Regions from separate parts of the Mus musculus genome. Here region 2 is linked to region 1. A link is a contact called in public HiCAR-type data. All regions are on one chromosome and are shown on one strand. Each heading gives the region's core, a stretch centred on a gene start, on an enhancer-like site or on the middle of the called end of the contact. The rest is flanking DNA. Distances are from core to core; before and after follow the strand shown.

Region 1 (5,836 bases), core at 2,166-4,665:
TTTGTACCATGATGATGTCAAAGACTCCCCTTCCTCCTTTTCGTCCTTCCATTTGCGGTTCTGGGGATGAGGCCTGAGCCCTTACAAATTCCAGGCAAGGCCTGTACCACTGAGAGCCACCTAGTACAGCCTGCGAGTGCACTCATGGAGACAAAAAGTCTATATCATGCCAGACAGTGGTGGCACACACCTTTAATCCCAGCACTCAGGAGGCAGAGGCAGGTGGATCTCGGGAGTTCGAGGCCAGCCTGGTCTACAGAGTGAGTTCCAGGACAGCCAGGGCTACACAGAAAAAAACCCTCTCTTGGAAGAAAATGAAAATGTCTCTATCATGATTGTTCCTCTGTTACCCTCTACCTTGCTTTATTGTATTTAATTTTGGGGCAGGGTGTGTTCGGTGTCATGCCTGCAGAGGTCAGTTATCTCTGTCCGCCATGTGGACATGGGCACCAGGAACAGAACTCAGGTCCTTGGCATCAGCAGCATGATCGCCTTCCCACTGAAAGCCATCTTGCCGGCCTATCTGTCCACTTCGTTTTTGAAACAGGGTCTCTTGGTGACCCTCAAGCTCACTAACCGGCTGGACATCAAGCTCCTCCTGCGTCCATTCCCCAGCACTAAAAAGACAATCGTGGAACCATTGCATTTGGCCTGTTGCATGGAGCCCGGGACTCTTGAGTTCACTCATGTTTTCACGGCGAGCACTGGGCCTGTTGAGCTGCCTTCCCAACCTGAGTGTTTTCTGTTGCAATGACTTCTTGACACACTGGGTGCTCCTTCACCCCTGCCCATTTCTATCAGTGTGCTCAGTGATTCGGGGTATGCGGTGGTGACCATGACACCTCGGGCCCTGCTACCATTGCATGGACATACAGATGAGTCCTGGAGACAGTCCTGAGTAGGCAGGGAAGGGATGGAAATAGGGCAGCCTGGGGCAGTCTGAGAGCATGGGCAGGTGTGGCTAGGGGATCAGAGCATCGAAGCTTCCAGCTTTTCCTTCTTGGCCCTGAGGCTGTGGGGAAAGGATTTTTTTTTTTATTTTAATTTGTTTAGAGACCAAGTCTCTCTACCTAGCTCTGGCTGTCCTGGAGCTCACTAGACCAGGCTAGCCTAGCACTCACTACCCACCTACATTTGTCTCCTGAGGGTTCCTGCCATCATGCTGTCCTTTCTAACTCTGGATCCCTGCCCAGTTCTCCAGTTGCTTGGTCACCGCAACTTTTAGCCCTCAACCCTCCAACAGCTGAGAGTAAACTGAGGCTTCATTTGCCATGACTGTTCATGTACTGGGGGCTGAAACTAGTAGGATTCTAGACAAAGCCTCAACTATTGCGCCTCATCTCCAGTCTTTTGTTTGGTCTTGCCATGTAGCCCAGGCTAGTCTGGACCTGCAGATCTTCCTGCCTAATCACTTAGAGCACGAGAGTGGCAGACCTGAGCCACCACTCTTGGCACCATGAAAAAAAAATTTTAAAAAAATTTTTGAGACAGGGTTTCTCTGTGTAGCCCTGGCTGTCCTGAAACTCACTCTGTAGACCAGGCTGGCTTCAAACTCAGAAATCTGCCTACTTCTGCCTCCCAAGTGCTGTGAGAGTAAAGGTGTGCGCCACCACTGCCCAGCAAGACTAAATATTTCAGTGTGTGGTGTATGTGTGCACTCACGCACAGAGTGCAGTTGCCTGAGGAGACCAGAAGAGGACAGTGGATCCTCTGATGCTGGAGTTAAAGAGGACTGTGAGCCTCTTTTTCTCTCTGTGTGCCAGAAACCGAACCCAGGTCTTCTGGAAGAGCAACAGCACTCTTAAATCACGGAGCCATTTCTCCAGTGCTGGGATTACAGATATGACTCACCATGCCCAAGACTCAGTTCTTTATGAGTGGTAGAAGCTGTTACTCCAAAAAAAAAATAATAAAAAATAACAGGGTTATACGTGGTGACCCACTCCTTTAATACGAGCACTGGAGTAGGGGGAGTCAGATACAACCCAGAGGTGGTCTGAAAGTAACAAGCCAGTCTGGTCTACATAGTTACAGTTCAGCCAGGGTTACTTAGTGAAACCCTCAAAAAGCAAAACAAAACATAATTATGCTGTTAAACGTTCAGAATAACTTTTTTTTAGATGTAGATGAAGAGCACAGAGAGACCAAATACGTTTCCTAGTGTTACTCTGCCTTAAAGTGGCATAGACTCACCACATCAAAGTTGGTTATTGCCAGATGATCATAAAACATTATAAAAGACAGTTTCACACTATATTTTTCTTTCAATGACAGGCTGTCATAGTTAGCCCAGATTGGCCTCGAACTCACCGCGATTCTACGGCCCCATCCTCCCTTCCAGATCTGAGCTTTTAAGGAGTCAAAGGTCCGTCTGAGAAATGGGCTATTTCACAAACGTTGCCGACACACCGGGTGTAGTGACACATGCTGGCCGCGTGAGGGGGCGCTAGCCCGGCTTGCCCAGTGAGAAGAGGCAGAATGCAGCCTTCGAAAGCAGGCAGGCTCAGATTTAGAACTTCAGAACGTTGAGAACAGAGCATCTCAGAAGACTGAGAACAAAGCCTCTTAGAACCGTGAACAAAGGCCCCTGCGAGCTCAGACTGGTGGAACTCAGCTCCACCGCACCTGGAAGACAAAAAAGACCTCAGATTCTCTTCTGGTCAAAGCATAGAATATTTCACCCAGGGTCTTGTAATTCCGTAAATGTGCTGTTTTGATGAGACAGAAACTCGCTGTGTAATCCAAACTAGCTTGAAATTCACTATGTAGTTTAGGCTGGCCTTGAACTCTCAATTCTCCTCCTGGTTCAGCCTCCCCTATGATGGAATTACAGAGCCGGTTTGAACAGGTCCTGCTTAAAAGCATAATCAAACCGTAAGATGTTCAATCCGCTTTACTTCTGAGGGTCTGGGAAAGCTGCCTGGAAGAGGAGGCGTGATCCGGATTCAATCATCACTGATGATCCTTCTGCGCAGACTCAGAAGCTGAAAGTTTGGGAGGGGCGGCAAGAGCAGCTGCGGAGCTGTCACGTGGATCCAGTCTCTATTTATAGACCACCCTTCCCTGGACCTGGAGAGCCCAATGGCAGCCAGCGCTCGCCCGCAAGGGGGCGGAACCAGCTCCAGAACCAAGCGACTGGCACCAATGAAATTGGAGCAAGGGCGGGCTTGCTTCATTGTGATTATAAAGAAGGCGTGGCCACAGCCCCAGGATCGCCGCACAAAGGGGCGTGGCGAGTCTGATACCCCCGTAGGTAGTCCTGGGCATGCGTTGTTAAGGAAAAATGGGGCGGGGCGGAGCCCTGCGTCACGGAAGGCAACAACCAATAGTAGGTCGTTGTCGTGCCTTCAGGGGCGTGGTCATGTAGATGAGGCGCGGGTGGGCGGCCCAATGGGCGGGCGCCTATGCAGATGAGACGGTGACAGCCCGGCCAGCGGGCGGGCGGGCTGCTGGGGCGGGGAGGTGGGACCGGCGAGAGGGGCGGCCGTGGGGCCCGGCCGGGCTGGGGCGGGGGGCCGCAGCCATGATCCGGGCCTTCTCGTTCCCGGTGAGCCCGGAGCGGGGTCGGCTGCGGGGATGGTTGGAAGGCAGCCTGGCCGGGCTCTGCGAGTTGCATTGGCTCCGAGAGAGGCAGGAGTACCGCGTGCAGCAGGCGCTGCGGCTGGCCCAGCCCGGGATGGGGGGCGCCGAGGCTGAGGACGAGGAGGACGCCGAGGAGGACGAGGATGCGGCAGCGGCGCGCAGGGCCGCAGCAGCCCTGGAGGAGCAGCTGGTGAGGGGTCGCCTGTCCGTGCGTCCATCCATGCATTCCTCCCTCCCCCATTCGTTCCCCCACCTCCCTGCTCCTGTGTCCGTCTGTCTGTCTTGGTAGTGTATGCTCAGCACACCGGTCCTAGGGTAGGGGAGCAGGCAGGGGGAAAGAGATAAGACTGGAGACCTGGCTTTTCCTACCCCCAAATAGAGCTGATAGGGAGGATGCACGGCCTCCGTTGGACTCAGCATGGACCCTGTTAACCGTCCTGGATGCCTAGTGTGTGTTAAACCAAACATTCGTCTTCTTACAGATTTCCTATTTCATGAGGGTTTGAAAGTCCCCATTTTACAGAGAAAAAAACTGAGGCTTAGAGACAGGAAGAGACTCACCCAAGGTCACACAGCCGGCATTCAAACATAACCTCCCTCTGGGCCCCGCTACCCGGAATCCATCTTCATCTTTCCTTAAGTCTCGGGGTGCTTGGAGATCCCTGGAGGGGGCGGGGTGGGGGAAGGGGAATCTTCAGGCCTCTGGAGAGAGAGACCGGCTGCTGAGAAACCCCCGAACAGTCCCTGAGGACCCCCGGGGGCATTTTGATCAACCCAATGACACTTCTTTCTTCTACTTGGTCCCATGGCTCAGTAACACGGGGAGGCCAGGTGAAGATAGCTAGGGAGTGAGGGGAGAGAGAGTATGATTCGCCGAGGAACTCTAATGATGACTTTCAAATTGAAAAGGCTCCAGCTCTTTCTCCCTCCCTACATCACTCCTTGAGTCTGGAGACCCTTTCCGGTTGTTGCTCCAACCTTTCCATACCCCAGCATCTCTGTTTCATTTCCTTAACACAGTCTCTGTCTCTATGGTCTTCCAAGACCTGTAAAGCTTCCAAAAACAGAGGAGATTAGAAATGGGGTCGTGGTCTGTCTCTAGGCCTCAATGTTTTTCTGCCTAATGTCTGTCTCCATCTCTCTTCCCTTCCCCCAGCCCACTCCCCTGGCCCATCCCATCCCGGTACCTAAGCCTCTATGTGTGTACATGTGTGTGGTCAGAGCTTCCCGTTTAGGGAAACCTGAGCCGAGGCTGTGGGGGTGGAGACGGGGATCTGGCTGTTGCTGACCTCGGCTGCCCCCTCCCCAGATGGGAAATGGGGAAAGGGGCTGAGGCCAGACGCCCAGCCCCACCCCCAACCGGCCTGACGGTGCAGGGAGTGAGACCTTACACATTCTTCTCCAAGCAGAAACAGCTGTGGGAGGCCCCGCCCCCTCCAAAAGTTACCGAGGAGGGGAGGTGTTCAGCCGCTACCCCTGCCCTCCGCTGCCTGCGCTTTGCCAGACCCCTCCATCCAGTCCACTAAGAGGGTGGGAGAAGGCACCACTGCAGACCAGTAGTGGTCTGGCCTCTCTCCCTCCTCACTCTCTGCCCCTCTTCTCAGTGCTGAGTCCTCCTGGTTAGCATGAAGTGGTGATGGGAGAGCAGACCTGTACCTCACACTCCACCCCTTCCCCAATGTAGGCAGTAGAGGCTCTCAGCCAGGCCTCAAAGAGGAGGAGGTGGAAGGCTGGGACAGGAGCCTGCCTGATGGAGGAGTAGAAAAGCGCTAAATATAAACACCTCAGGTGTTGAGGGCTCCTGGGTCTTTCAGAAGAGGAAGTGGGGTCACTCCTGATTCCAGAAACCCCCTGTCTTATAAGACAACCTACATCTCCATCCATCACTCAGAAACACCCCCTATGAAACAAAACAGAAAACCCCGAAGTTAGACTTGGTGACTCTGTGAGACATGATGTGGGCATGTCACATTCAGAGTGGAAGTATTGCAGAGAGAGGGGAGTGGATATTGTGTATAGAGGGGTCCTGTTGCTCCTAGGAAGGAAAAATATCCCTTCCAGCAAGAAGGACTTGGGTTAGACTTGCAGAAGGACTTTTTTTTTTTTTAAGATTTATTTATTTATTATATGTAAGTACACTGTAGCTGTCTTCAGACACACCAGAAGAGGGCATCAGATCTTGTTACGGATGGTTGTGAGCCACCATGTGGTTGCTGGGACTTGAACACTGGATCTTTGGAAGAGCAGTCGGGTA
Region 2 (5,340 bases), core at 2,169-4,668, 2.4 Mb after region 1:
CTCTGCGAACCCTTCGCTTTTCTTCTTCTTCTGGGGTAAGCTGAGTCAGAGATAAGGACCATGAGATCTGGGGGTACCTCTATCAGCCCTAAGAAAACTCCTTCCTCCTGAACCCCAAATAATAACCCCTACTCCTCACTGGCCAGAATGGTAAAGTTCCTTCAGACTTGAGGCCTCAGAGGAACCTCCAACTATTAAGTGACAAAATTACTGTCACTTTCTCTTACTTCCCTCACCCACCTCCCCCCAAGGCCAACTTTTGAAAATAATGATCTCTTGCAGTGCAGGCTGGACTCCATAAGTAGCACAGGCTGGCCTCGAACTCCTGCTCCTCCTGCCTCCACCTTCTGAGAGCTGGGGTTACAGGTCTGCATAACCACTCCTGGCTTATGCTGTGCTAGGGATCTTCATGCATGGCAGCAAGCACTGTACAAACTGAGCCCACATCCCTAGCTAGGCTCCTCCATCCCAACTCCTGAGGCCTCATACTTACTGTCTCTTCTCGGGGTCTTCTAGGCCTGGCTCTGGCTGGACGGGCAGACACAGGTCCACTGGTGGTTGTGCTGGTTGAAGGCCCACCACTTCCGCTTGCCCCGCCAGTGCTGTAGGCACTCAGGCCTGGGGTTGAGTAGCTGGTTCCTGGCATGTCATAAGGGTCAACAGCTGGAGGCTGGGAGGCCAGTGGCTGCCCCTGGGACTGGGCCATGGAAGAGATGAGGGTGGGTTGCACGAGCCACTGAAGATCCTGGCTGGTTGTGATTGCGGTGACCGTTGGCACGAAGGAGCCGGGCATTTCCCCGAGACCGGCGCACTCCTACGGGGTGAGACATACACACACAGGCGTAGACACACAAACAAAGCCACCGACACACACACGCCCAACACACATAACACACACCGACCCCTGTGAGTGAGCACAGGGTGAGCGGGTGTGGATGTGTGTGTCACAGGCAAAAAGCCACAACACCCACCCTTCCACTACACCGTGACGCAGTGGTTAATGAGAGATTCTGTTCAACTGCCTTCTACCTCCTCCTTCTTCCTCGGGGAAAGGTTGCACGGTTCCAGCGGGTGGTGAATCACACCCCGGGTTGGTGACTCTTAGGTGTGGGGGGGTGGGTGGGAGAGGAGGCTGGACAGAACCTGGTGACAAACCTCCCGGGATGGAGCCACAGACATTCACACACACATACAGCCAAAACACCCCACCCCCACCACAGAGGGAGGGAGAGGGAGAGGCCTTAGCCCAAGCCTTCCTCTCCTCCACTCACACACAAACACACCCCCCACTGCATGAGGGCTCCCGCAGGGGCGGAGATCCCAGTTCCAACGGTGTTGGGGGACCGGCCTAAGAGTTGAGAGCATCCCTTCCGAGTGTCTGTCTCTTCCCCAGTGAGACTGACAGGTTTCAGTGAACTGATAGGCAGAGAAAAGTGACAGCGAGAATCTCTCAGACTGTCTTGCAGGGGATGGGGTGACATAGGATCTGCGTCCCCGAACCCAAGAAGCGTCCATCACGCCCCCCCCCCCCCTTCCCGCAAGTGGAATCCTAGAGGCTTAACTACTCTAGGGGGCGTGGCGAGGGAAGGGCTGAATCCCTGGCCAATCAGAGCCCTGGGAACTAAGGGAAGGCAGACCTTTTAGAGACCACCTGGCTGCCTCTCCGTAGGCTAGCTCATCTAGTGTTTGAACACCTCGGAAGGACTGAGTGTCTAGAGCTCAGGGAGCACGTATATGTGTGCCTGGAGAAGGGATGAGGCCTTCAGTTCCCCCTTAGAGGCGCTAACACTCAGCCAAAAGCCTCTAGCTTATGACAACAGGACCAGGTCCACACAAGGTCCTCGCAGACCCATGGGGTGACAACGAGTCCCCCGATCGCGACAAGAATCCCCTAGCTCTCCCTCTTGGAGACCCCCAGCACGGGAAGAACCACAAAAAGCAAGGAAGGGAGCTACGCTCTACAAATAGGAAGGGAACGCTGATTGGCTAAAGCTCGCGCCGCGACAGCCAATCACAAAGCCACGCTGCCCCCTCCCTTAGCAACGTGGCCTCGGCGTTCCAAAATAGAACGTGCCCGGGACGTCAGGGGCGGGGCGGGCGGAGGGGGCGCTGCGCGCTGTGCGTGCCCCGCGTCAGACGGAGGATTCCAGCGCGTCAGCCTTTACGCACGGGTCCCCCGTTACGTCTCCGCGCAGGAGGCGGAGGCAGCGTGACCGGGGTTCGAGGCCCTAACTCTTGCTGGGTGGAGGGTGACTGCGGACTTGCAGTCCGCGTTTTGAAGGAAGAGGGAAGAGGAGGAGGCTCCTGGAAGCTTCTCTGGAATTTTTTGTTTCTTTTTCTTCCCCTACTTGCCTAGCTTCGGCTTAGGGAGCCGGCTTTCGGCTAAAAGTTCTCAGCTTCTGCTAACCACCGGGTATATACTTTGCACCGGGCATCGCCAACGTTTGCCCAGCTGCATTCCTTTCCCGCGCTCCGCGCAAATAACCTTTTGCAAACATCACTCCATTCTTTGCAGTTTGCAAACAACAAAAAACCAAAGTGCAAACCGAACTATTGCAATCCCAGATCCTGGGTTTTGGCGCGTCTCTATTTGAGAGGATGCTCAATCTACACTTTAGCCTGAAAGAAACACCCCCCCCCCCAACCACTAAAGTAGAATCTTTACGATCTAAAACTTACCTGGGAGGCGGCGGCGGTGGGTGGACTGCCGAAGGAGTCCACCGAAGACAGGTACTGAGACTCGGCGGAGGGTGATGAGCTACACCGGGAGCCGGAGTCGTAGTCTCCGGGAAAAGCTTGAAACATTTCCCTGGGCACAGGGGGGCCCCTGTGACCACGCTGAGGTCGCCGGGAAGCCAAGGCTATGGCCGAGTGGAATGAGATGCGAGTCCGGAGTAGACCGGACACGTCTCCAAAGTGCGCTGCTCGGGGAAGCTTAGTCTCCGGTTCGGAGAACTGCCCAAGTTTCGATGCAAGTTCCCTCTGCAAGATCCCAGATCCCCTTCAGACCGCCGCTGTACCTCCTGAAAGTCCAGGCTCTGTCGGTTTCACGGGGGGCGACGCGGGGATCGCTCCCCGCCCAGAAACCCGCCGGGCAGTGCCGCGGTGCAGCGTGCGCTTCAGATGCAGTTCCAATCCTGTCGAAGCGTCCCAAGAAATGAGGGAGAGCAGAGGGGCGCGATCCAGAAGCCCACAGAAAGAAAGTCTATCCTCCGGACGAATCGGAAGAACGATCTAGAAAGAGTCTTGCAAAAAGGAAACCCACAAAACTTTCTCTCCAGTTTAAAAATATATATAAATATATATATATAAATTTTTCACGGCCTCCAAGAAGAAGAAAAAGAAAGAGTCACCAGTAGTCAAGTCCAGCAAGCCCCGGCTCCGCGTGTCCCCGGCGTAGCCGCTCCAGTCTTATGAATGAAACCGGGAGCTGCCGGGCTGAATTTATGCCTCCGGGACCCGCCCCCGCGCTTGCGTCACCCGCAACTCCATGCACAAACCTCCCAAACTCTCCCTTCCCGCCGACTGAGCTCCTTGTGGCGCCCTCCAGGGCCTCGTGCACCTGCCACCTGCCCATAGTGTGACCCTGGGGGTCTCGGGGGTCCCCAAGGCTGCGTTCTGAGGGGCTTCGCGGGAGGGGATCCCGCCCCGCCCTCCCCGGAGTTCCTGTGACGCAATTAGCCATATAAGGAGCTCGGCCAGCGCGGCCCAGTGTTTGTTTGGTATCCTAGCAATTACGTCAGAGGGAATCCCTCGCTCCTGCGCGCGCCCGCTGTTGCGCTGTGCGGAACCCGCCCGCGCCTGCGCAGTTCCACGCTGTCCCGGAGGCTGAGATTGACAGGCGCCTAAACTCCCTCAGAAGGCCCCTGCTGACCCGGGTTGGAGAAGGTGCAACTCCAGATCCCAGGTCTGCTTATACCCCTGGGACCCCACCCTCCCCAAACCGGTGCAGCGCCCCTGCTGGTGAAAAAGAGCAAGGTCCCCAGTGCAGATTCTGGCGAGAGGGGTATAATCAGTCTAGGTGGGGAAACTGAGGCTCAGGAGGAATTGGAGAGTCTGTGATATCTCCAGGTGTAGGGATGGGTAAGGATGCAGTCCCCTCCCCACTAGCTTTGTCACGGATTCTGTGTGACTCGGTGAGCTTGGAAAATGTGCTCCCTCCCTGATCTAAAACTTCAGTACTCATAGCTAAGCAAAGGATAGGTGGCTTTTCCGGGTCCCTGAATCTGGGGGACCTGCAGAATTGGAGCAGGTAGGAACCCACACCCGGTGAGTTCTTCAGGCTTGATGGTGTTGGAAGCCTCTCCTTCCCACTTAGCTCAGGAGACAGAAAAGAAAGTGTGTATACAATAATAATTGAACAATAATAATTGGTGGTGTCTGGTGGTGGTGGCAGCTGCGGCAGCAGCACACATCTTTAATCCCAGCAGAAGCAGGGAGATCTCTGTGAGTTCGAAACCAGCTTGTTCTACAGAGTGAGTTCCAGGACAGCCAGGGCTACACAGAGAAACCCTGTCTCGAAAAATAAATAAATAAAATACTAGTGCATTAATATAATCGGTGGCATGTGTTTAGCAATCAGCAGGTATCAGCCCCAGCAAGATGGTTCACAGGTAAAGGAGCTTGCTACACATACCTGACAACCTGAGTCCCATCCCTGGGACTCACGGTGGAAGAAGAAAAATGACTCCTAAAAATTGTTCTCTGATCTCCACATGCATGCAAAGACAGAAAACAACCAGTACTCATATGTAGTAATAATAATAATAATAATAATAATATCAATATTAATGATTTAAACAAAAGGGGATGTGAGGGCGGGAATGTAGCTTAAAGTGGAATGAATGTCTAGCATGTGTGAAGTCCTGGGTTCTATCCACATCCAGAAGGAAAGAATATATATACACGTATTGTGAACATCCCCTCCCCCTATTGTGAACATCCCCTCCTCTTTCTACCCTTTGCCCTCCTCCTTTCTCTGTCTGTTTTTGAGATGGGGTCTCATTATGTACCACCTTTGGCCTGGAATTCATTCTGTAGGCCAGGATGACCTCTACCTCTTGAGTGTTGGAGTTAAAGGCACCTTCCACCATGCCAGGCATATCTGATCTTATGTCCTGCTTGTTTGTTTGTTTGTTTGTTTTTAAAACAAAGACTAGAATTTACTATGTACCCAAGGATGACAATGAACATCTTGCTCTCACCTCTATATTGTCGCCAGGCCTGGTTTATTACTGGGGATGTAATCCAGGGGCCTCCTGCATGCTAGGGGAGCCCTCTGCCAACGGCTGCTGCATCGCTGGCCAGGGTCCTGATTCTTAAGTACCCACTAAGAAGGAT

The links. HiCAR-type assays count read pairs that join an accessible place to other places.
Region 2: a HiCAR-type map of astrocytes shows a contact between it and region 1, with 5 times the contacts expected there. The contact joins the promoter of Fosb here to the promoter of Dact3 in region 1. A contact is called at or near these places in 5 of 39 promoter capture datasets (cranial neural crest, frontonasal cranial neural crest, hippocampal neurons and 2 more) and 4 of 115 datasets of contacts at active chromatin or transcription factors (astrocytes, embryonic forebrain, forebrain and 1 more).

Annotation. Positions count from the first base shown.
Region 1 is chr7:16,871,902-16,877,737 of GRCm38.p6, forward strand. Dact3 (dishevelled-binding antagonist of beta-catenin 3) reads left to right here and starts at 3,416. Exons shown (of 4, transcript NM_001081655.1): 1 at 3,416-3,772. The coding sequence starts at 3,524. It overlaps 9330104G04Rik (RIKEN cDNA 9330104G04 gene), which reads right to left and starts at 2,985. Exons shown (of 2, transcript NR_152128.1): 1 at 2,311-2,985; 2 at 1-1,012.
Region 2 is chr7:19,306,627-19,311,966 of GRCm38.p6, forward strand. It overlaps Fosb (FBJ osteosarcoma oncogene B), which reads right to left and starts at 3,419. Exons shown (of 4, transcript NM_008036.2): 1 at 2,680-3,419; 2 at 494-814; 3 at 1-40. The coding sequence starts at 2,805.